Regions from separate parts of the Mus musculus genome. Here all the other regions are linked to region 4. Evidence: chromatin contacts called from public promoter capture Hi-C data. All regions are on one chromosome and are shown on one strand. Each heading gives the region's core, a stretch centred on a gene start, on an enhancer-like site or on the middle of the called end of the contact. The rest is flanking DNA. Distances are from core to core; before and after follow the strand shown.

What was found. Promoter capture Hi-C pulls out the DNA fragments that hold promoters and counts their contacts.
Region 1: a promoter capture Hi-C map of liver shows a contact between it and region 4, with 3 times the contacts expected there. The contact joins the promoter of 4933431G14Rik here to the promoter of Rmnd5a in region 4. A contact is called at or near these places in 3 of 39 promoter capture datasets (hippocampal neurons, liver and pre-B cells) and 1 of 115 datasets of contacts at active chromatin or transcription factors (large pre-B cells).
Region 2: a promoter capture Hi-C map of pre-B cells shows a contact between it and region 4, with 2.3 times the contacts expected there. The contact joins the promoter of St3gal5 here to the promoter of Rmnd5a in region 4. A contact is called at or near these places in 2 of 39 promoter capture datasets (the C10 cell line and pre-B cells).
Region 3: a promoter capture Hi-C map of pre-B cells shows a contact between it and region 4, with 2.9 times the contacts expected there. The contact joins the promoter of Rnf181 here to the promoter of Rmnd5a in region 4. A contact is called at or near these places in 1 of 39 promoter capture datasets (pre-B cells) and 1 of 9 other capture datasets (liver).

What each region holds. Positions count from the first base shown.
Region 1 is chr6:72,120,317-72,126,031 of GRCm38.p6, reverse strand. 4933431G14Rik (RIKEN cDNA 4933431G14 gene) reads left to right here and starts at 2,835. Exons shown (of 3, transcript NR_045165.1): 1 at 2,835-2,987; 2 at 3,086-3,187; 3 at 4,405-5,715. All of the region lies in intron 1 of St3gal5 (ST3 beta-galactoside alpha-2,3-sialyltransferase 5), which reads right to left.
Region 2 is chr6:72,095,559-72,100,910 of GRCm38.p6, reverse strand. It overlaps St3gal5 (ST3 beta-galactoside alpha-2,3-sialyltransferase 5), which reads right to left and starts at 3,303. Exons shown (of 7, transcript NM_001035228.2): 1 at 3,129-3,303. The coding sequence starts at 3,207.
Region 3 is chr6:72,360,290-72,365,340 of GRCm38.p6, reverse strand. It overlaps Rnf181 (ring finger protein 181), which reads left to right and starts at 2,909. Exons shown (of 5, transcript NM_025607.4): 1 at 2,909-3,100; 2 at 3,802-3,929; 3 at 4,115-4,224; 4 at 4,392-4,466; 5 at 4,699-5,051. The coding sequence starts at 2,976. The coding sequence ends at 4,758.
Region 4 is chr6:71,436,819-71,442,512 of GRCm38.p6, reverse strand. Rmnd5a (required for meiotic nuclear division 5 homolog A) reads left to right here and starts at 1,876. Exons shown (of 9, transcript NM_024288.2): 1 at 1,876-2,515. The coding sequence starts at 2,374.

The DNA of each region.
Region 1 (5,715 bases), core at 1,586-4,085, 680 kb before region 4:
CAGATTAACATTTTCTGGAGGCCTCAGTGAGATTCAGACCGCCCACCCAAACTCTAAAGCCAGACCTTCACTCTGGACTGCAGAGCCGAGGGGCTGCTGCGGGAAGCACAGGCCTTGAGATGCTCCAAGGGTTTGGAGTTGCCTTCGGTTTTATGAGCTATGGAGTGTAACTGCCATGTTGAGGAAACCCGGGAGCATCTATGGAGGCCTTCTGGTTTTGAGTCACAGTCTAATTCTGTTAGGTGTGATCTGTATCTGGGTTGTGTGGGAGCTTCAGCGAGACCCCAATTATTCTTCTGTCTAGGGCAGATAGTGAGACATTGCCTGTCTGTCTGTCTCTGGATGGTTGGAAAGCTTCGTCTGTTTGTTTGTTGTGTCTGTCTGCTCTGCATGTGCGGACGGGTCTGTGTTTTCTGGTGTGTCTGTAAGTTCTATTGTAAACCCTGAGCTGAGACAGAAATGGGTCATGCTCAGTTGAATGTGTGACTATATGGTGGCTACCACATTTTGTTTCTGACATTCTTCGAGTATGTAACCTTCCTTGTTCTGTTTTCTGGGTTATATTTTTTGCTGTCTCTGCTGCAGTCAGCCACCACTACTACCATGGCTTCTTTTATGGCCAGGGCTCAAAATTTATCTATGAGCTTTCTGGCCACTGGGTTCAGTTTAGCGAGGATTTAAATATCTTTTGAGTGTGGATATAAAAGTTGTTTTATGTTGTCCTTATTTATTGAAAAGCTGGCTCTGGAATTGGGTCATGGCTCTCCTTTTTCCAGACCTAGGCATGCTTTTAAAGTTTAGATGTCAGGGTTCAGGGAAGCCACCGGATGTTGTGATGGGGAGAAGAAAGCAAGTCAGAACAGCCAAAAGAACTAGACTATTGGTTTATGTGAAGTTTCTGTACCTTATGATTTATAACTTTATTGGGTATGGCGTGAAATTTCTGAAAAACAATTCATTTAAAACTTGTATCACAGGATTGATAGTTAAAACTCTACGCATAGGTAACCTAAAGGGACCATGTGGCATGATGTCATTTCGTGATATAGCAACATGTGGTTTGCCACCATCTTAGCTGCTGTTCCGCATCGGGAAGGAGGCAGCCTCTTGGCTGGCAGCCATCTTTGTTAGGGATGCAGCGGGTGAATGTCATGTGACTTCACCACCACCAATGTTGATTAAAGGTGAGCGCATGGTATAAAATCAAGGAGGCAACAGGGTCTCAGATTTTGGACTACGGTGGATTTTTATATAATGATTTCTGTCCTGAAAACAAAGTCATAAAAACAAGGTTTATGAAAGACAGGATTTAAAAACAATGTTTGTTTAATATGGTCTTAACGCTTTATCTCCATGCATTTATATACAAGAACATACCTTGTGGAACAGCCAATCTTTGTGATATAAGAGTCACCTGGGTGGTACTGGTTTTAAAGGCATGAAGTAGCCATGGAGAATAGCTGAGGCTTGGCACTGTGTGGCAGGGCTGGTGCCGTATGACAGCCCCCAGAAACAGCAGCTGCTATGAAATGGAGCCAGCTGGCACCTGGAAGGCAGGCTGGGTATAATGCTGAGGACAGGGCCACAGAGGTGACCCAGGCCCCACTGGGAATCCCAGAGGACGGTGAGTGAATCCCAGGTACTGAGCACTGAGTTGTCGGTACTGTTGGAGCTCGGCTTTGTCTTGTTCAGATTATGGTTTTGCTCTGGGTTTTTCCCCCTCTTCAAATAAAAAAAGGTACTTTGTTATTATTATTATTATTATTTACTGTTATAGGAGCACACAATTGAGAGATTTTAAAGCTTCTTTAAGAGAAAATTTTGGAGTTTTACAGATATTTTAAAATTAGAAAAGTGGATATTTTTAAAAGAACAGCTTTTAAAATATTTAAATGTATAAGGCTATGGGATACTTTAAATTTATAGAATGTTTTATATTATTAATATCTGGCCTTAAAAAATAGATAAGAGGCTAAAAAATTAGGGCCACAGCTATGAGCACCAAACGCTAAACACCAAAACCTTAAGTATTCCTCTCTTTTGGAGCAACAAGACAACGACCTGAAGAATCTGACTAAGAACTGGATGGATGTCTCTCCTTACCTAAGGCCGGCTCAGGCTGGAAGAGGCTGGCTTGGGAATGTATGTCTCCCTTCCTCGTCTTGGCTAACTTCGTTAGGCTTTAGCTATTGTGATAATCTGAGTAATATAAGAAACTAATATTCTATAGTGGTACACTGTAAAAGGCTCAGCAAAGTTCCCAGTATCTATGTGGACTGTGTTTATGAGTTACAGTTTTATTTTGATACCAAAGAGCTTCAGTTCCTTCAGAAATGATTGTTTTTTTTTAATTCAAACTTCACAAAAATAAAGCTGTAAAATCCTAGTCTTATAAAAGCTGCTAAGCCATAGTTAAGACATGCAAGTTAACAGTCACAGAGTAAATGATCAAATTCCATAATGTGTTCAGAACCTCACTTGTAGTCATGCTGAGTGCTAATATCATTAATTATAGAAATAAGCTTTATTTACTTTTTTTTTTGTTTTTTGGTTTTTTGGTTTTTTGAGACAGGTTTCTCTGTATAGCCCTGGCTGTCCTGGAACTCAGAAATCTGCCTGCCTCTGTCTCCCGAGTGCCGGGATTAAAGGCGGCACCCCCTGGCTATTTACTTTTCAAGGTTAAGCCTAAAGCAAGTAACTAAAAGCAAGCAAAGTTTATTACTTTGTATATACTTAATAGATATTGGTCCTTAAGACTTTCTAAAGGTCTGCTGAATTTGGAATTTAGAATGTTTAATGTAAAAGAGCTTACCATGACAGAGACCCCAGCTCCTAGTAGTAGAAGCCAGATGAAGGCTTCTAAACATGACACCTTCATCTGGATTCTGGTAACCTTAACCACTGGGCATAACTGCCTCATGCCTCGTCTGCCATCAAACCCGGCCACTGTTGAGTTGATTGCTGTACTCTTGCCTGGTCAAAGTAAGGTCAGTTGGGAACAGAACTCAAGTCCATTGAAAGAACCACAGGGTAAGGTCAGTCCCCACAAAGTTCCTCACCTGTCCTCCACATAAAATTCTCTCAGATCTTCTGGGCCTGGTGACTGAAGACCAATGCTGGCCTGAGACCTCCACCTCCCCCCAAGCCATCGTAGCCACAGAGCCTAGGGTGATCATCTCGATAATGAGTAAGTCTCTGTCATTTTAATCAGAACATAAGCCATTTGGATACTTTCTGCTACAATGTATCCTTCTCGGATCTCTGCTGGCATTGATGGCTAGGCTAACTGTAGCTCTGTCAGTTTAACGGCAGCAGGCAACGGGCTCCTCCCTGCAAGGCTGCAGCTGCCTAGATAGTTCACATCATATGTAAAAACTAGGCCTTGCTGTTTCTAAAGCTACTAAGTCTCCAGTTGAGAAAGGTAGATGGGGTTTCCTTGCCAACAGGCTTCATATTAAAGGACAAACAGGTTTCTGATGTAGCTATTTACTGTTCTTTTACTCAAAGCACTTGCTTTGCAATGGCTGCTCTCAGCAAAAACCATTTGTGCCTCTAGTAAATGACTAGATGGATAAACGGTTTAAAGTCTATGTAAGTTCTGAGGGTCTAAGATAGTGTTCTAAGGTGCAGAGAGGTCTGAGAACGTGAAGGCTTAAGTTCAGAGGATCTAAGAAAGTGACTTATGGCGTTCGTTGTAAAGGTTTAAGAGAATGATTTAAGGTATATGAAAAATGGGAGTTTCATATTTCTTTACCTCTCTGTTCTTGTTATACTAAGATTTCAAAAGTTCAGAGTTTTAACACTGATCAGTGGAATTCTGACAGATGGTAGAGCACTGATTGTTATTATAGTCACAAGGAAAAGAGTTTAAATTTTATTTGGTTGTCTTCTAAGTATAGACTTAACGGTGCTTCTCACTGGCTAAAATTGTCTCTGTCAAATCTATATGTCCATCCCACTGGACAGAGGAGAAATAAATGTTCATCTTTTTTAACCTGAAGCCATAGCTTTTGCTGATTCAAAGGTGGGATTCTACTCCAGCTGTCTTACAGACACCTGCTTGCTGCTTTTCCCACAATGTAGATCACTACAGATTACACACAGTGACAATGCTTATATATCTAAAACTTTTCTCTCTTTAAGTAGACTAAAAAATCCTGTAAGCTCAGGGAGTCTGAGTCCTAAGACTTGAATCCACCTCCCACAGGTCAAAAGGACTCCAGATAAGAACCACCTAAGTCCCCACACCTATCCCTGAGGACGAGGTCTCTCTCTCTCCTTCTCTCCCTCTCTCCCTGCTTCCCCTATCTCTGTCTTGAGACTCTCTCCTTCCCAATTACCAGGACTATAGGCCTAAAAGTTCCACGTGTAAGATTTTCCTTAAACTTTAACTTCTGTCCCTAGCTTGTATCTGTCTCAGCAGATTTCCACTGAGACAGATTTCAGATGACAGGCACCACCCAGGAATCAGCTGCAGACTACAGACTGATCCAGATGGCTTGGAGCCCTGGACTTGCCGAAAGCTGACATGGACCAAGCCAGCTGATTCGGATTGCTCCCTGTCTCTCCAGCTGGGTCAGCTCACCAGATGCTTCTAATGAATGCTCCATTTCCTGAATCTGAGGACAACATCTTAATTTCAGCATGAAGTAGTTAAAGAGAGTAGAGTATGCTACCCTGTGTCCTCAACAGGCTGTGATGTTAGGTCAAAAGGACCTGGCACAGGGGACAAAACGGCTGCCTATCTTGCCCACTGGCATACCAGGAAAGGTACTTGTTGAAACCAAATAGACTCAGATCTATCAACAGGTAGGTTGACTAGCTGAAATTGGTCTACAATACAATAGGGTACCTGACCTGCTTTAGACAGAACAAGGAGGTCCTGTGTGGCTTTAAGAGAAAATTGTTTCTATAACTGTTAGAGATAATCTGGCTGTCCTAAAATAATTAAGGAAATAAATATTGCAAAAATGGAGGGGGGTTGAAGGAGGGGCCTGTGATGACATAAATGACCTGTCCCCATTCTCATTTTCAGGCTCCTCCTGGATAGTAACTGATGTCAGCCAATGCAGGGCCTTTGACCTTTCTGTTTCTACTAATTACTGTTGCCCCTGGCATCATTAATGCCTTAACTTGATGATAATTCTCATCTGGGTACCATTAAGCTGATGGTTATTAGATCCCAGTGTAAACAGGTACCTGCCACAGAGTCGAGGATTTGACTCAGGATACAACCCAAGGGGGATTGACTCAGCACCATTTTCTGGGAATCTCAGAATACTCGAGACCAGAGTCCACCACCTTGGCCAGTATTTAATTAAAGCTTGCTTCAAGTTTGGCTCAAGATATTGTGGTAGTGGTCTTATTAATAAGCCAGTGGGATTATTAATACAAGGTCACAGGGTGGACTTCAGGATGATAAAGTAAGAAGACACCTATTTAAGCAGCTGCTAATCCTTAAGTGCTATAACCTGCAGTTCCCAGGAAAAAAAGGCCACACAACTGTGTTGAAGATTCTAAACCAGCTATGGGGTTTGAACTTTACAACTTGGGAGAGCTGGAAAGCTGTTGATCCAGAATCCAGATTATCTTGGGCTATCTTAATAACCCCCACTAGCCACTGAACACCCATGTTCTACACCTGAACTATTAACTCACAACCAACCTAAGGGCTAACACCGTCATCACACAGTATCTAAAACCTGCGGCAGAGAT
Region 2 (5,352 bases), core at 2,054-4,553, 660 kb before region 4:
CATGTTACTTTAGGTGGCTCTGCTTTTCCCTACACACGTTTCTAAACGTGGAGGTCAGGAGAGAACTGAGTTAGTTCTTTCCTTCTACTGTGTGGGCTCTGGAGACTGAATTCAGGTCACTAGGCAGCATGCACCTTAGCCCACTGAGCCATCTCACTGGCTTCGTGTGTGTGTGTGTGTGTGTGTGTGTGTGTGTGTGTGTGTGTATCTATCATGACAGCATCTCCTATACCCCAGCTGACTTTTAACTTGCTCTATAGCAGCAGCTGATCTTGGACTCCCAATCCTCCTATCCCCCTGCCTCTATCTCCCAAGTGCTGAAATGAACAAACGTGCTCCAAGTACCTACACAACATTTAAAGAGGAACAAACCTCATCTGGTGTTCAGGTAAGTTAATACCGATTGATGGAGCCTCTCACTTCATTTTTCCCCCTGCTCCTTCACACACCCCACTAATTCCCTCTATGGGAGTGCTCCTGGGTTTCTCTCCCGGGAGAGCTCTAATGCCACCATCCATATTTATGGCTTCCTCCCACACCCCCTCTGCTAACACCTGCCACCCACGCTGATCCAGTCCTTGCTTCTCCATCCTCCGCTGTTATTGTATATATATATATATATATATATATATATATATATATATATATATATATATATATTATATATTCCCAGTTGTTTCTATGCCAAGCCTTCCCAGCCAGACTGGAATGAAGAGCATGCTCTTGGAGGGTGACGGCTGTTCTCTTGGTTCCATAAGCAGAGCAGAATAAAGTCCTCCTCTAAAGCTAGATAGACGTGGAGGGTGACTCTTTCTCCTCCCCACATGTCTTGGTTAGGGTTTCTACTGCTGTAACACCATGACCCAAAGCAACTGGGAGAAAAAAAAGGGTTTAATTTCAGCTTACAATTCCACGTTGCAGTCCATCACTGAGGGAAGTTAGGACAGAAACTGATACACTGCAGGAATCTAGAGGCAGGAGCTGATGCTGAGAGTATGGAAGAACACTGCTTACTGACTTGGTCCCCAGAGATTGCTAAACCTTCTTTCTCATACAACTCAGGACCACTAGCCCACAATGAGCTGGGCCCTCCCCACTTAAGAAACTGTCTCCCAGGCTTGCCTCCAGGACAATCTGGTAAGGGCATTTTTTTTCAAATGATGCTTTCTTTTCTCAAATAATTCCAAGTTACATCAAGTTGACATTAAAAACTACCCAGCACACCATTAATCTGCCAAGAGACAGCTGCTAATTCTCTACTACTTTGCAAGCCCAGTAAGGGAGCAAGAGGTGGAGGAGGCAAGCCAACGACAGGTGTGTTTCTTGATTACCTCCCTGTCCAGTCACCCATTTGACTTGTTTTGATGACATGGGGCAGTGACCAGTGTATGTCAAGCTGAATGCATTTGCAGAATCATCATAAATGTGTGCTTTTAGAATTTCCTGCCAGCCCCCAGCATGCCATTTTCCAGAAGCCTTGTCACACCTCCTCTTACTCTGTTTAAGCCAGGCATGTTGGCACAAGTCTGTGATCCCAGCACTTGGATCAGTGGTTCAAGGCCAGCTTCGGATGCACCAGTGAATTCAAAGCCAGCCTGAACAGCATGCTATCCCCGACTCAAAAACCCAAACCAACCAACCAACCAACGGACCGACCAACCAACAAAACAGCCACCCAAACCTCCAATCATCTCAATTTCTTTTCAAGTCTCAAAGAAAACACTATCAGCCTGATAGCCACAGCACCGACCACATAGCAGACATGAGTGTCAGGAGATGCAGCACTCTGACTACAGTGCTCTGGAAGCTCATATTAATATTCTCTTGACCAAAAACTTGGAAATCAGACAATTCCTAGCCCTGCAACCAGCAATGTGAGAAACCATTCTGAGCTGTCAGGATATGGAATTACACAAAAGAAACCAAAACCTACTTTTCTGGTCCTTTCTTTCAGCAGACAAATCCCTCTTCTCAGGCCCAGCATTTGCGTAGGGCTGCAGGTAGAAGAGGATTTACAGTCATAAACCAAGGGAAGGCTTGGCTAGACACCAGAGGGCAGAGATGAGTGTGAGTCTCCTTCCTTTGTAAGTCTAAAACCCAGCACAGCTCTTGGCTGAAGGAACCTGAAACCCATCGGTCCCAGAAAAAGCACAACACATAAAAATGCCTCTTCCTCCTTTTAAGTACATCTACTTACATTTACACCTAATTTTGCAAAGGCAAAATTCATATATGTGAATTAAGACTGAATTACTGGGGGGAAAGGTATAAAAATTTCATTTCCAAGTCAGCTAGTGATTCTACAGAGTTCTCGCCAATTGACATATTTATTCTAAATGGTTAAAACCACAAACTCATTGTGGAAGAGACCCAAGCCAACAGCAAGTTAAGTCTTCCAGTACAGACCTGGAGAGCAAGCTCCCCACAGGAGGATATCAGTGTCTGCCAAGGTCATCCAGCTGATGTGCAGTAGGGACAAGAGCTTTCATTTACTGGGGTCCTACCAATTGTTCTCTAACACCCTCTCCGCAAAACAAACAAATAAAACAGCGCACAAAGAACGCGTCCCCTCGTCAGGACACAGCTTAAAATTTCCAAGAAACCAAAACGGTCTCCCAATGTGTCTCCTCCGCAGGACTGGCCGCAGAGAGGGGGCAGGGAAGGTCACCAGTGAATTTCTGCCAGCAGAAAGCTACCCACTTTCACACTGCACGTCTACCCACATGGATGCACCAGGAGGGTTCAGGCGCCACTAGTTACCCTGTACAAGGTTCCCCAAAGCAGTCAAGGGAGACACTGAGTCTATTCGACTCTGCCGGCTCAGAAGGTTCCAGCAATGAATTAAAATCCCAGAACCAAGCGACGTGAAGAGGGCCACTCTGGCTGGACCTGCCACGCGGGGCAGGTCATCCTTACCCGCAGCGCCGCGTCCACACCTGCGCAGGCTGCGCCGGGGGCGCCCATGTAGGCAGCCAGGGGCCGCGACCCTCCGCCCGTGTCCCCTAGCAGGCGCGTCCGGCGTCGCAGGGCTGGGGAGGAGCCGCTGGGCCTGGGGTATCGCAAAGGCGGATCGCCGCTATCTGGGCTCCCCGGTGTCCGCTCTGCCGACTGGGGGCTGCGCCACGTACCTCGGCAGGCAGGTGCCGCTGCTTGGCTTCGCAGCTTCTGGGGCCTCCGCGCCGCGCCGCCCACCGCCTCTGTGTGCATGCTAGGGAGGGAGCGCTGGCAAGCCGCCAGCCCGGGGCCCCGCGCCCCAGCCAGCCCCCGGCGCCGCGCTCGCGCCAATTCAGCCCCGGACAGTCCGCTCCCCCGCGCGGATGCTGAGGGGGGTGGGGGTAGGCGGGGGCGGGGTCGCGCGTCACGAGGATAAGGGAGACCAATCAGAGTGCGCCGAGGCCCCGCCTGCGAGCGGACTGTCCCCCCGCCCCCTCCGACTGCTAGTGCGAGGGGGAGCGGGACAACTCCAGCCGAGAAGTAGGTGGGGCGCCAGGCAGCCTAGGATGAGGGTGCCCCGCGCTCGGGGATCTCTTCAACTCTCCCCAGGCTTGCGCGTGATTAGATAGTGGAAGGCGTTCCGGAGAACCTAAGGTGGCTCTGGACCGGTTAAAGGCTTTGACTGAGCATCCAATTAGGAGTCGGAGCTGGGGAACTAAGGGGCTTGACGTAGTCACGTGCTTTATTCGCCAGCTGCCCACTGGTCTTCAGGTAATTACTGGTCCTGGGTTCCTGAGACCCAAGAGACAAATACCAGGACAAGCTAAATCAGCGGTTCTCAACCTGGGGGTCGCCTAATACCAATGGAAGACACGTTTATTTACATTTACGATTCACAACAGTAGTGGAATTACAGTTATGAAGTATCAACGAAAATACTTTTTATGGTCAGGGGTTACCACCACAACTTGAGGAAGTGTATTAAAGGGTCGCAGCATTAGGAAGGTTGAGAACGATTAGGCTACACGGTTGTTACTGTGCTAGTTACCAAAGCCAACCAACTTGTTTTAACAGGAGAAGGAACTGAGGTCTGTGTGGGACTGAGGGTGAGTAGCTTTGAAGTCATTTGGAGGCCGAAGCAGGAACAGAACCTGGGCTTGGAGCGCTCAAATCTTATTTGTCTGAAAGCTAGAGAGGCCCTGGCCTCTCACACCTTATTTTGGAAAGGAAATGCCATACGATTTTTAAAAACACATTTAATAAATCCCAAAATTGGTGCATTAAAAAGGCCTAAAACCGGACTGGATCTCCCTTTTAGGATATTTTTCCCCATGATCTTCTAGAAAAGCCGACAAGAAAGGGATCCAAAGCGCAGAGTAAATGATATAATGTAGCCAAGTTCTTCTGAGGATGCAGACCCTTTGTTACTGCATGTGTGTGTGGGAAATCCCCTAGTGCCATAGTCTTTGTTATATTGGAATAGCTTGCCTTCGACCTCAAGAACATTTAACCACAAAGGGGCATTCTGATAGTCAGGAGGCACGCTTTCCAAGATAACAGCTCCAGTTTTCTTGGTGACTGCATAGCAAACTCCTTTTTGGGTCTGCTCAAGGTCCCGTGCTAGATCTGTGTATCAGCTGAGAAAATTGAAGCTTTGTAGTGGAAGCTTGTCAGCCTGTACAAACAGGAAGAGGCCCTGGGCTAGCTTTTAGAACTCCCTTCTCCAGCCCCAATCAAGCATGGCTATCCATCTTTTACCGAACAATAACCCTCTCATTTTGAGAAGGAAGATCCTAGACCCTGAGCCAAGAGCCGTTATCAGTTTTCCTTTTTACAGCAGCTTGCTCTCTTTGCTCTTTCTCCAGGGTGGAGAGTAGAACATGGTCGCCTGGGAACTGGGGGATGCTCTCTGGGTAGTCAATGCCAAGAATAAAGACATAGGAAAGAACGGAGTAGGTGGATTCTACTTTCATGGCTATCCAAAACAACAAATCTGTATGATTTTAAAGCGAGGACACTGGAAATAGTCTAGAAAGGGAAAAAAAGATGGAAGAAAGCCTGACATGTGGCTAAAGCCAGTGGGTTGGCCAAGGCTGGTCAGACACTAGCTAGCTGCCTGGAATGACTATAGCAGGAAAAAGATTGCAGAGCCGCTCACTCTCCTACTATTGGACCAGCCTGAGGCCTGCCTGTGTGGTCTGATGCTCTGACATCTCTGTGCCTTGGTTCTCTCCCACATCTCCCTGTGTGGAGCCCCACCCTCTTAGCAGTAAGGGCTGTCCTGGAAGCTGGAAGCATCCTGCCTTACAAGAGTAGGTGTAAGTTGAGGGCAATGAAGTGTAAGAAGTGAACTCTACCTTCTGTCTTAGTCTCCTGGGACATTTGTTTCAAATATTCATGAGCTCTGTCACCTAGTTG
Region 3 (5,051 bases), core at 1,660-4,159, 920 kb before region 4:
ACAGTTTATAAGTTCACACTTAGAGAAAAGAGCCAGGACATAGTGACAATCAAATCAAACCCACATTCAACACTGTCTAAAGTCCAGTGCTTGACGTCTGGGACCCACCCACAATCACTTGGGTTCCAAAGGGCCTGTGAAGCTCGGGCTCTGCAGTCCACAGCCCACATAGCTCATCTTCCAGGCTCAGACGGACTCCAATGCACAGCTGCTGCTGCCCTGGGCAGTCATTCCACAGCCCTGGCATCTCCAATACTATGGGATCTCCACGTGTGATCTTCATCAACGACCTCTCCATCTCCCTTTAGGGACTCTGACCTTGCCAGTCTCTTGCCACATGGAACCAAACTTCAGCCACTCCCCACGACCCCTTCAGTCTTCAAAATCAGTTCCACTTGGGTTGACCCTTCCACATTCCCAAGTTTGGCTGCCACCATGAGATGGAGCCTTGGCCCTCTCTTGGGGACATAGCTTCTGTGTGCTAACTCTGAGGAAATACTCTCAGATTTCACCTCAATGATGCTTGTCTCTTCTTCTAAAGATTTTATTTATTTTATGTATATGAGTACACTGTAGCTGACTTCAGACACACCAGAAGAGGGCATCAGATCCCATACAGATGGGTGTGAGCCACCAACTGCTTGATGGGAATTGAACTCAGGACTTCAGGAAGAAGAATCAGTGCTCTTGACCTCTGAGCCATTTCTCCAGACCCCATCTTCTTAATCACTGCTGATTTCTCATCTCTAGCTAACCAGCATGGATTGTCCCAGTAGAGCTAAGGTTTCACTTTTTAATGGTACTGGCCTTTTGGCAGTCATGGCTGATTCTTTAGCACCAGCTTCCCAGAGCCACCGATTCTCAATGAAAATATATCTCATAAATAGCCCCAACAGAGTCTTTAAAGGACTCACAAGCTTCCCTCTGAAACGTCATTAAGCCAGGCCTCCGTCATCTGCAGTGCTCTCAGCATTATCTTCCAAGTTCCCACAACAGTTCATTAAGGTCTAAGCACTTGGGTTAGAGAGATGGCTCAGCAGTTAAGAGCACTGATTGCTCTTCTAGAGGTCCTGAGTTCAATTTCAGCAACCACACGGTGGCTCACACCCATCAGAAATGGGATCTGATGCCCTCTTCTGGTGCGCCTGAAGACAGCTCGATCTAAGCACTTGAACAACTTTCCCAGCTCCTCTTCGTCATCCTTCCCGGTCTTCCTAAGAATAATATGTCCACAGCAATACCCCAGTCCTGGTACTCGGTTTCCTTTTTGTTTTGTGTGTTAAAACACCATGACCAAAAGCAACTTGTGGAGGAGAGGGTTTATTTCATCTTAAAATTATACTCCACCATGAAGGTAAGTCAGGACGGAAAATCATGGCAAGAACATGAGGCAAGAGCTGCAGCAGAGGCTATGGAAGAACACTGCTGACCGGCTCTTTCATCCTGCTTCCTATACACCCCAGGACCTGCCCTGGGGTGTTACTTCCCACTGTGAGCTGGGCCCGTCTATATCAGTCATTAATCAAGAAAATGACTAGTCTACAGGCCAATGGAATGGAGGCATTTTCTCAGGGTTTGAGGGTCCTTCTTCCCAGATGATCTTAGCTTATGTCAAGTTGACAAAAAGATAACAAACATACAGGGCTTAAGACAATACTGTTTGTTTGTTTGTTTGTTTGTTAGAGGCAGTGTTTCCCTAAAAGCCCAGTGGCCTCTTAAATTCTGAGACGATGGGTGTATGCCACCTTGAGAGCTCTAAGCACTTGTTACCTTCCTTGGGTTTATTATCATCTTCCTCTTCTGAGAAAGATGGGGGGATAGCACTTTGCCCTGCTAGGTGGGTCAGCAGCACTCACTTTGGGCAAGCTACTTCTGAGACCCAGGTCAGTGGTAGAGCAGATGCTCAGCATGAACTCTAAGGCCCCTCTGAGGTGCCGCACTACAGTACTAGACAATTACAATCAGGTATTTATGGAATGCTCTTTTCCTGAATATGCCTCTCCTTTGAATTTTTTTAAAGACAGGATTTTACTATGTAGCCCACGCTGGTCTTAAGTTTGCAATCCTCTGGCGGTCACTCCCCCCCTTTTCAAAAATTTCAAAAAAATTTATTTTATAACTATGTGTGCTTTGTCAGGTGAATGTAGGTACCGGGGAGGAGGAGCAAAGAGGCATTACCTGGAGCTGGAATTACAGTAAACTGCCCAAGTTGAACTCCTAATCATGCATGGTTTTGTCTATTTTCCTTCTTTTATTGTTTATATTTATTTGTTTTAATTTTTATTTTTATTGATTGAGACAAGGTCTCAACTTTTTAGCCTTGGCTGGCCTCCCACTCACAGAAAAACACCTGGCTCTGCCTCCTGAGTGCCAGACTTAAAGACATGCACCATCGATTGCTTTATTTATTTATAATACGAGTGGGTGTCTTGCTGCATGTCTGTCTGTCTGTCACTTATTTGCCTGGTGCCCGCAGAGCATCAGACCCTCTGGAAATAGTGTTGTGCGCCATCCAGTGGGTGCTGGGACTAAAACTTGGGTGCGCTGAGCCATCTCTCCAGGCCCTTCACCCATTTTTATGCATAAAACATAATCAATGCGTGGGAATTTTCCTTTCAGGGAGTAGGTGGAACATGCAGGTAAACTCAGCCAAGGAGACACAGTAGAGATACTTCCGGCTTGGACTGGCACTTCTAGAAACCGGCGAGAGCCCTCAGATCCTGGCTCCGAAAAGTCCCCGGAATTTCCTCTTTCTCCAACCCCATTGGCTTTAGTCTTTGGTCACCTGACTTATCCAACCAACGAGAGGCGGCTGCATCGGTACTTCCGCCTCTGTGTGCGAGTCACTATGCCCACCCCAGGAGCACTCTGATTGGCTCTCCTCTTGAAATTCGATCGCTTATTGGCCAGCGCTGGATTCGGCTCTCCAGCGGCAACCTAAAGCTGTGTCAGACAAGCCCGGCAGCCCAGGAGCCATGGCGTCTTATTTTGATGAGCACGACTGCGAGCCGTTGAACCCTGAGCGTGAGGCCCGCAACAATATGTTGCTGGAACTCGCGAGAAGAGTGCGCGGGGCTTGGAGCTGGGCCCCGGGCGGCAGGTTTCTGGGTTGGGGTTTGGCGGAGAGGGCGGGTTAACCTGGGAGGTGGGGTAAATAATGTTAGTCAGGGCGACGCGATTAGTCGAGTCGGAGTCGTTAATTTGGGCTATTAATGAGTAGGGCCCGCCAGGGGATCGTGGGAAAGACGAAGATAGAAAGGGTGGGTGTAGCAAAGGGAGGCACGGGACAAGATTGTCATGGGGGCGGACACGGCCTGTGCCCAAGTGTGTAAACTGGGTAGTGTTTTGCTAGTAATAAGCAAGGAGAGAAACTCACTGCTGTCCTGGAATCAACTTTGGCTTATTCCTGAACGACTTCTTTGAGACTGCTATTTCTAGTAAAATGGGAAAGTTGCCTGGAGTGATAGTGCACACCTTTAATCCAACTACTTGGGAGGTAGAAAGAAAAAGGGAAAAGCGAGCCGGGGTTGATTGAGAGCTGTGCTGGTGGGTTTGTTTCGTGTGTGTGTGTTTTGCTTAGAGACAATCTCACTATGTATCCCTGACTGGCCTCGAACTCACAGCCTCCCAAGTGTTGTGACTAAATGCATGGGCCACCACCTCTGGCTCCCACCCTACTGAGGAGCTCTTGTGCACTATTCGTTATTATTACTATTTTAGCCAGGACAGGTATTTCCCAGTGGATTATGGGGGCCGGAACTAGATGATTTCCTTAGTTCTGATTTATACTTTCTCCCTCAGATCACTCTTTAATAGGATGGACTTTGAGGACCTGGGATTGGTAGATTGGGAACACCACCTTCCCCCACCAGCTGCCAAGGCTGTGGTGGAGAGCCTCCCTAGAACAGTCATCAGTAGCGCCAAGGCTGGTGAGGACACAAGGCCTTTTTTGTTTTTTTTTTCTGTTTAGGGCAGATAAGCCAGACCTGCCTGCCTGCCGACTCCCCCTAGCCACCAACAATCTGGCCTGTTAGTGTTCTAGGCCAAGCCTGTGTCTGAGTGGGAGGTTGGGTTGGGCCTTAACTGCTCTCCTGATCGACACTTCCTCTTCAAGATCTCAAGTGCCCCGTGTGCCTTTTGGAATTTGAGGCGGAGGAGACTGTGATTGAGATGCCCTGCCATCATCTCTTCCATTCCAACTGCATTCTGCCCTGGCTAAGTAAGGTACTCGGTCCATCCCTTCCCGGCCCCAACACCAGTTCCCGCCAGTTCCTAAGCGGCTTTTTTTTTTTTTTTTTTTTTGGTAATGGACTGGGGTGAAATCAAGGGAGAGAGCAGGGCTGGAAGGCAGGAGCAGGAAAGGACCGGAATACCGCTCTTGATTTCTCTAGACAAATTCCTGCCCTCTGTGCCGCCATGAGCTGCCCACTGATGATGACAGCTATGAAGAGCACAAGAAAGACAAGGTCTGGTCACCCCACCCCTGCTGCACACTCCCCACTCCTCAGCAGGCTTGGCTAGGCCTCTGAACGCCCCCCTCACTTGGGCTCCCTTCCAAGTCAGTGTGGTGAGGGCAAAGGTCTCAGCATTGTTAATGTTAGAAGCCTGAAAAGAGACCCCGTGACAGCTGCTCTCTGCATGGTCCTATCCATGAGTATTCAGACCCAGCCTTGCCTAAGCCTGGCGTCTTTCTTCTAGGCTCGCAGGCAGCAGCAGCAGCACCGCCTGGAGAACCTCCACGGAGCCATGTACACGTGAGGCAGCTGCCAGGGCTGAGCGCTCAGCCTCTCTGATACCTTCCCTCTGCACTCTGAATCATTAAAGGTTTCTTTACCCACCCTGCAGCTGCACGGCTCACCAGCCGAAGCAGGGGCTCCTTCCGAATCCTCCACCCTGCTGCTAGCCAGAAAGATGTCAAAGGTGTCAAATGTCCGAAGGTGCCAGGCTGCAATTCCCTCTGCCAGCCTCTAGACTCTGGGTGGTGGGGCCCTAGAACAACCAGGGCTTGGGTCTGAGTGTTCTTTTAGAAGTCAAACTGTGTCAGAGCCTGG
Region 4 (5,694 bases), core at 627-3,126:
CTGTCTCGAAAAAAAAAAAAAAAAAAAAAGAAAGAAAAAGAAAAAGAATAGCTCTTACATGCGCCAGGCATTATGTTGAAGGTCTTACATGGATTATCTCATTTATTTAGTTATTCAAACAACTTCTAGGAAAAAAAAGGGGAAGAAGAGAGAGAGAGAGAGAGAGAGAGAGAGAGAGAGAGAGAGAGAGAGAGAGAGTGTGGGTGTGACTGAAACTATCAAGGAGATCCTTGGTTCAAGGGGAAGAACAAGGTTTGTCTGTGCAGTGTGGCAGCTAAAGAAGGAAACAGCTTCAGAGGGGTCAAGTGAAGGTTGCTAAGTCAGGTCCACTCCATCCCCAAGCAGGAAGAACTAAAGTACAGCCAGGCAAGGACGCTCTAGACAGCAGTAAGATGATGCCAGGCACCCTCGGGCTTGTTTTACAAAGGAAGAGGGCCCTTTCTTCTTTTGGATGCCTGAGTATTTTCACAAAATGGATGGTAGCTAGAAAACCTTTTGAGGAGAATGGCAAGATTGATGGAGCTAAAAGGTTTTTTATTTTCGAGAAGTAGGAATCAGGGCCATCTGCCAAGAAAGAGGACTAAAAGCAAATGGCGTGATGAGGGACAGAAAGGAGCCCTGAAATACCATCAGCTGAACTTCCAAATATCCAGGACCACTAAAGGCCATCATATATAACCACCCGCCCACTAGCTGCCACATTATAAAAACGGAAATTGAACTTTAAAAAGGTTACCACCTGAATTAAAGGAAAAGAAAGACTGTCCACCAGGGTGCTGGCTGTGTTCTAGAAACAAACAGGCCACAACAAAAGGGGTTACCCTTCATAGTATTACTTAAGTGGTGCAACCAAAACAAGCAAAACTCCAAACAATTATTATTTTAGACTTTGACAAGTGATGTGTGAGAGAAAAAAAAAATTGTGCTGTAAGAGATACAATGAATTGATGGAGAAAATTCGGGGAGGCAGAGGTGATACAACCATGGTGGAAGTAGGAATGCTATGAGCAGGCAAGCAAGCTGGCAACTGCAGGCCCAGGAAGGCGGACTCTCCCAGGCCCAGGCTGTGAGGCAGGGACTTGACGAAAAGCTAGTAGGGTAGAAGCCTGGTGAGCAAGAGGGCACAGGCCAAGGCCAGAACCCCGTGGTAAACCAGGGCAAAAGCCCTACGCCAAGGTAAGGGCAAGGAGCAAGGGCCAGGTTGCTCAGCTCGCCCACGCGTGTTCGTGACCGCCGCCAAGATGCCCAGCACGTGGACAAGGCGACAGGGAAGGCCACTTGCAGGCCGAGGGGCGTCAAGAACGAGCCAACGCTGGGCGCGGGCCATCCCTCTAAGAGCTACCACCTTCCATCGGGTTAGTGACCCCGCCCGGGCCCTCCGCCACTAGGCGGCCAGACAGACATCCTTTGGCCCCGGAGGTGGGCCTCTCAGTCGAAACTCCGGCCAAAATTCCATGCGGAGAAAACACAAATTGCAATCAGGGCGAAATCCTGGAGAAAACAGCCCCGTTAATTGCTGTCATGTTTCCCCTCGCGGCTTCCCAGTAGAAGCGCCAAGCTCCGCTCTTCAAGCCAACCCCCCTCCAACAGCGAGCGCATTGGTTTGGCTCCTCAGTCTGGATTGGCTGAAGTTTTACGCCTCGGCCCAGGATTGGAGGATGTTTGTCTCGCTCCTAACCCCCGCGTCGATTGGTCACTCTTCTGCTTCTGGGCGGAGCATCCGGGGACGGTTTCCACCCTCTTGTTTACCGGCCGCGTAGTTGACGCTATCGCTAAAGTTCCCTGTTCAGCTGCGCGGGCCAATTGCGTCGCTCGCCCCGCCCTCGCCCCGCCCTCGCCGCGCTCCCTCACGGCCTCCCGCGTGGTACGGCCCACACCTTCAGAACGCCCGCGCGCCCTCCGCCCGTGCTCGCCCGCTGCTTCCCCCTGACCCCTCGCCGAGTCCGCGATTGGTACGGCCCGCGCCGCCTCCTCCGCTCGTGAGGGAGGCTCGACCCCCTCCCGGGCCGCGGCTATTGGTGCCGCCCGGGAGAACCAGGTCATCGGCCGGTTCCCGTGAAAACAAAAACAATCGGCGGCGCCGCCGAGGGGCGGCCGAACGCGGCGAGCCAGGGGGGCCCGGGGCGAGACGCGGCGCCGGGTAGGGCGGGCGAGCGAGCGCGAGCGGCGGGGCCGGGGCGCCATGGGGCGGGAGGGCACAGGCTGCGCGGGGCTCCCCCGGCGCCGCGGCTAGCGCGCCCGTCTTGCCTTCGCCTCCCGCGCCGCCCGCTCGCCGCCTTGGGGGAGGAGGAGCAGGACGCGGCCTCGGTGGGGCCCGGGCCGAACCACTGCGGACCCCCGGGCGCCGGGGAGCCGAGCGCCGCGGTCTCCGGCATGGATCAGTGCGTGACGGTGGAGCGCGAGCTGGAGAAGGTGCTGCACAAGTTCTCGGGCTACGGGCAGCTGTGCGAGCGGGGCCTGGAGGAGCTCATCGACTACACCGGCGGCCTCAAGCACGAGATCCTGCAGAGCCACGGTGAGGGCGGGCGCGTGGGCGCGCGGGGGTCGGGGCCCTGCGCTGCGTCTGCTGGTCCCCAGGCCGCGGCGACCCGCCCGGAAACGCGGTGGCCTGGGGCGGGGCTGGGGGTCTTGCGGGGTCCTGCGGGCCGCAGGTGTGCGAGTGATAACGAGGGTCTGCGCAGGACTTTGTCTAGTTTTCGGCCTCGCAGACTTTTCTCCCTGATGGTTCTTAGTTTAACGTTCTTAGCTGTGGGTTGGTTTCTACATCATCGGCTGCTGCAACTTCAGAGTTGGACTGATGTGGGCAGGCAGTTCTTCTAAACTCTTCCTAGGAAGCCGGCCGATTTAAACCATTCAGCGTCCCTGCTGTAGCCTCTGTACAGTCCGACCGGGCAGATGTCGAGTTGCTAGTTACTTACCTAGTCCAGTTTGTACTTGTTAATAATCCTTTCAGAAAACAGCTTTTCCGTAGAAGGTGTTTTGCCTACGTTATTTCATCAGTGGCCCTACGTCTTGTACCACAGATGCCAAGGCTAACTCTGAGAAAGAGTTTTGTGTTTTAAAAATAACACTAAAGGTCTGGTACCTTGGAGCCACAATGCTGACTCTTTCTGAATGAGAGATAAAGGACTTGTAATATTATGGATTTACTCAAGAGTCCGGGCCCTTGTCAGTTTTGTGGGCTGAACAGAAATTAAAGGGATATTTATTAGTCAGGGAGAAATGAGGATGTAGCAGGTGAGATTAAGGCAGTGTTAGCCCTGCCTCTCCTCTCCTTTCCTCTACACCTTTATTTCCCAAACACTTCAGTTGTGGGTGACTGCTCCTCCCTGGTAAAGGAGTCTGACAACTTCTGACACAGCTGTCACTTTGGAACGCTGTATAAATATATGCAAAACATGTTGATGGCTTCATGCGAAAAGATTATTTGACTGAATTGATGGTGATGGTATACTTGATGCTAACAGAATAAGGTGGGGTGTGAGAAAATCTGTTGAATTTTGACTCATGAGATTAAAGGGTTTGAATATATGTGAGGTGTATATATAATATATATATATATATATTACATATATACATACACACATATATGGATAGATATAGATATTCTTGGAATATATGTGAGCTAAAATTGGTTGTTTTCTTTTGCTTGTGGTGTTTTGAGGTAAAATCTCTCTGTGTGGCCCAAGCCAGCTTTGAATTTATAATCTTGTCTTCATCTTTCTAGTGTTGGGATTCCCAGTGTGCCCCTCTGTGTTTTCAGATATTTCTAGAAGGACAGTGGAGATCATAGGATGTGAGATGAAAGATCTTAGGCTCTAAACACAACCAAAGTAGAGCAGAAATGAAAAGGGCAGAAAAGGATAAAAAGAGAGCTGCTTAGCTGGTACTTGACATTTTGTGGACAAACCAGATTATTTCAGGCTAAGAAAAAAATAGTGCATACCGAAGTAGAAGGCAGTCAATCCAAGGTGGTCCTAGCTCAGGGCTTAAAGACACCGAACACCCCCCTTTCCCAGAGGACATCTTTGTCTTTTGACCGAAAAGGAGAAAGCCAGTAGGGGACGAGAATGAACATAGGGCCTACACCTGGAGAGGCAGAAGGAATACTCCCTTTTGGGGGACCAGGTCAGAGATTGAGGGGTTGCTTGAGAGAGAAAAGATAGAGAACAGAGTCCTTTCCAGAAGAGTGATTATGGAAGAGGAGAAGTGGTGGTGAGGTTTGTTTTAGGGAAGTTGCAGTCAGTTCCAGATGGTTAAAATGATTGTAAAAATTGCCAGGTCAGGGATTTTAGGCCTCTTTGCTAGTAAGGGAATGTTTCACAAAGCCTGTGGTGTGAGGGGTAGTAGGCACAGTGTATATACCATGCTGTTATAACAGGTAGTGGGGCTTGTTCTTGATTGGCAGCCTCTTTTTTTTTTTTTAAACATTTCTGTGTAACAATGCCTCTGTGGCATCTGTTATTTTCCTTTAATCAGTTGACTAGAATTAAGTAATGAAAAGTAGTTAAACACGAAAGAAATACATACGGATATTAGGTCAGGTTCTTAAGGCAGTCTTGTTTCTTTTGAGTGAAGATAAAGATAAACATGCTTTGGTATTTGATTGCGGGTTTCTTTTTTTCTTTTTCTTCTTCTTCTTCTTCTTCTTCTTTTTTTTTGGTTTTTCGAGACAGGGTTTCTCTGTATAGCCCTGGCTGTCCTGGAACTCACTTTGTAGACCAGGCCTCGAACTCAGAAATGATTGCGGGTTTCTTGAAGCAACTAATTTCTAAGTTAGAGTTTCAAGCAGGTGACGGGCAGTGGATATTATATTTAATCTTAAACCTGCTCCTTTCAAAGGTGTGCCTACTGAAAGCAGAGTTTACCCCTCTACTTTAAGGCTTGGAATGTGCTTTCTGGGCAAGTAATCTGGTAGCTGCTCTGATCTGAGGGAGGGGCTCTATTCTGCTTCTATCTAGGCTCTTATTATGAGTGGTAGGTAATATTCCTGGGAGAAGAGAATGAGTAAAGTAGAACCTTGGGGTCTGTAAACATCACCTGCCAGATAGGATAGAGGGCAGTCGCTGTATCATACTGGAAGGTGACTTCCTTTTGCAGAAGCATCTTTTTACCAGAATTGGGAAATCAGTCCAATTTTAAAAAGCTATAATTTCTTAGGTTTACTCGAGTCTGCAGTGAGATGTCTGAGGTAAAAGGGATCATAGACAACTATATTAACCGAACACAGCTAGATGGTTGTAAGTTCACCCACCTTGTCACAGCCTTCCTCCAGGTTATAAACACTGCCCTAGGGCTGACCTGGAACTGTCCAGCCAGCTCAAAATGACCTCTCTGTAACCTGAAATTGTTCCATGTGAAATTTCTTTATTAGCTGTGTCTTTTTAAAATGTAGCTTTCTTAATGCACATACTTGAAGACAGTAAGGATGATGTGGATAGTCACTCGCATTTGGTGGATTAGTTATGCTGTCACTTTATCCATCCCTAGTTCTTCCGCTTGGAAATGGGATGGGCAAGTCTTTTTTTTTTTTTTTTTTCCTTCTTCCTTTTTTTAAACTGAAGCTCCGGTATCTGCTAGAGGAATACTGTTGACATATAAGAAGGAAATGCAGGCTTTGAGTGTGGGTGGTTCTAGGGTAGCTAAGGTGGTAATAGGAGTGTGAAGGGGCAGCCGGGGCTAGGGAGAGCTTAG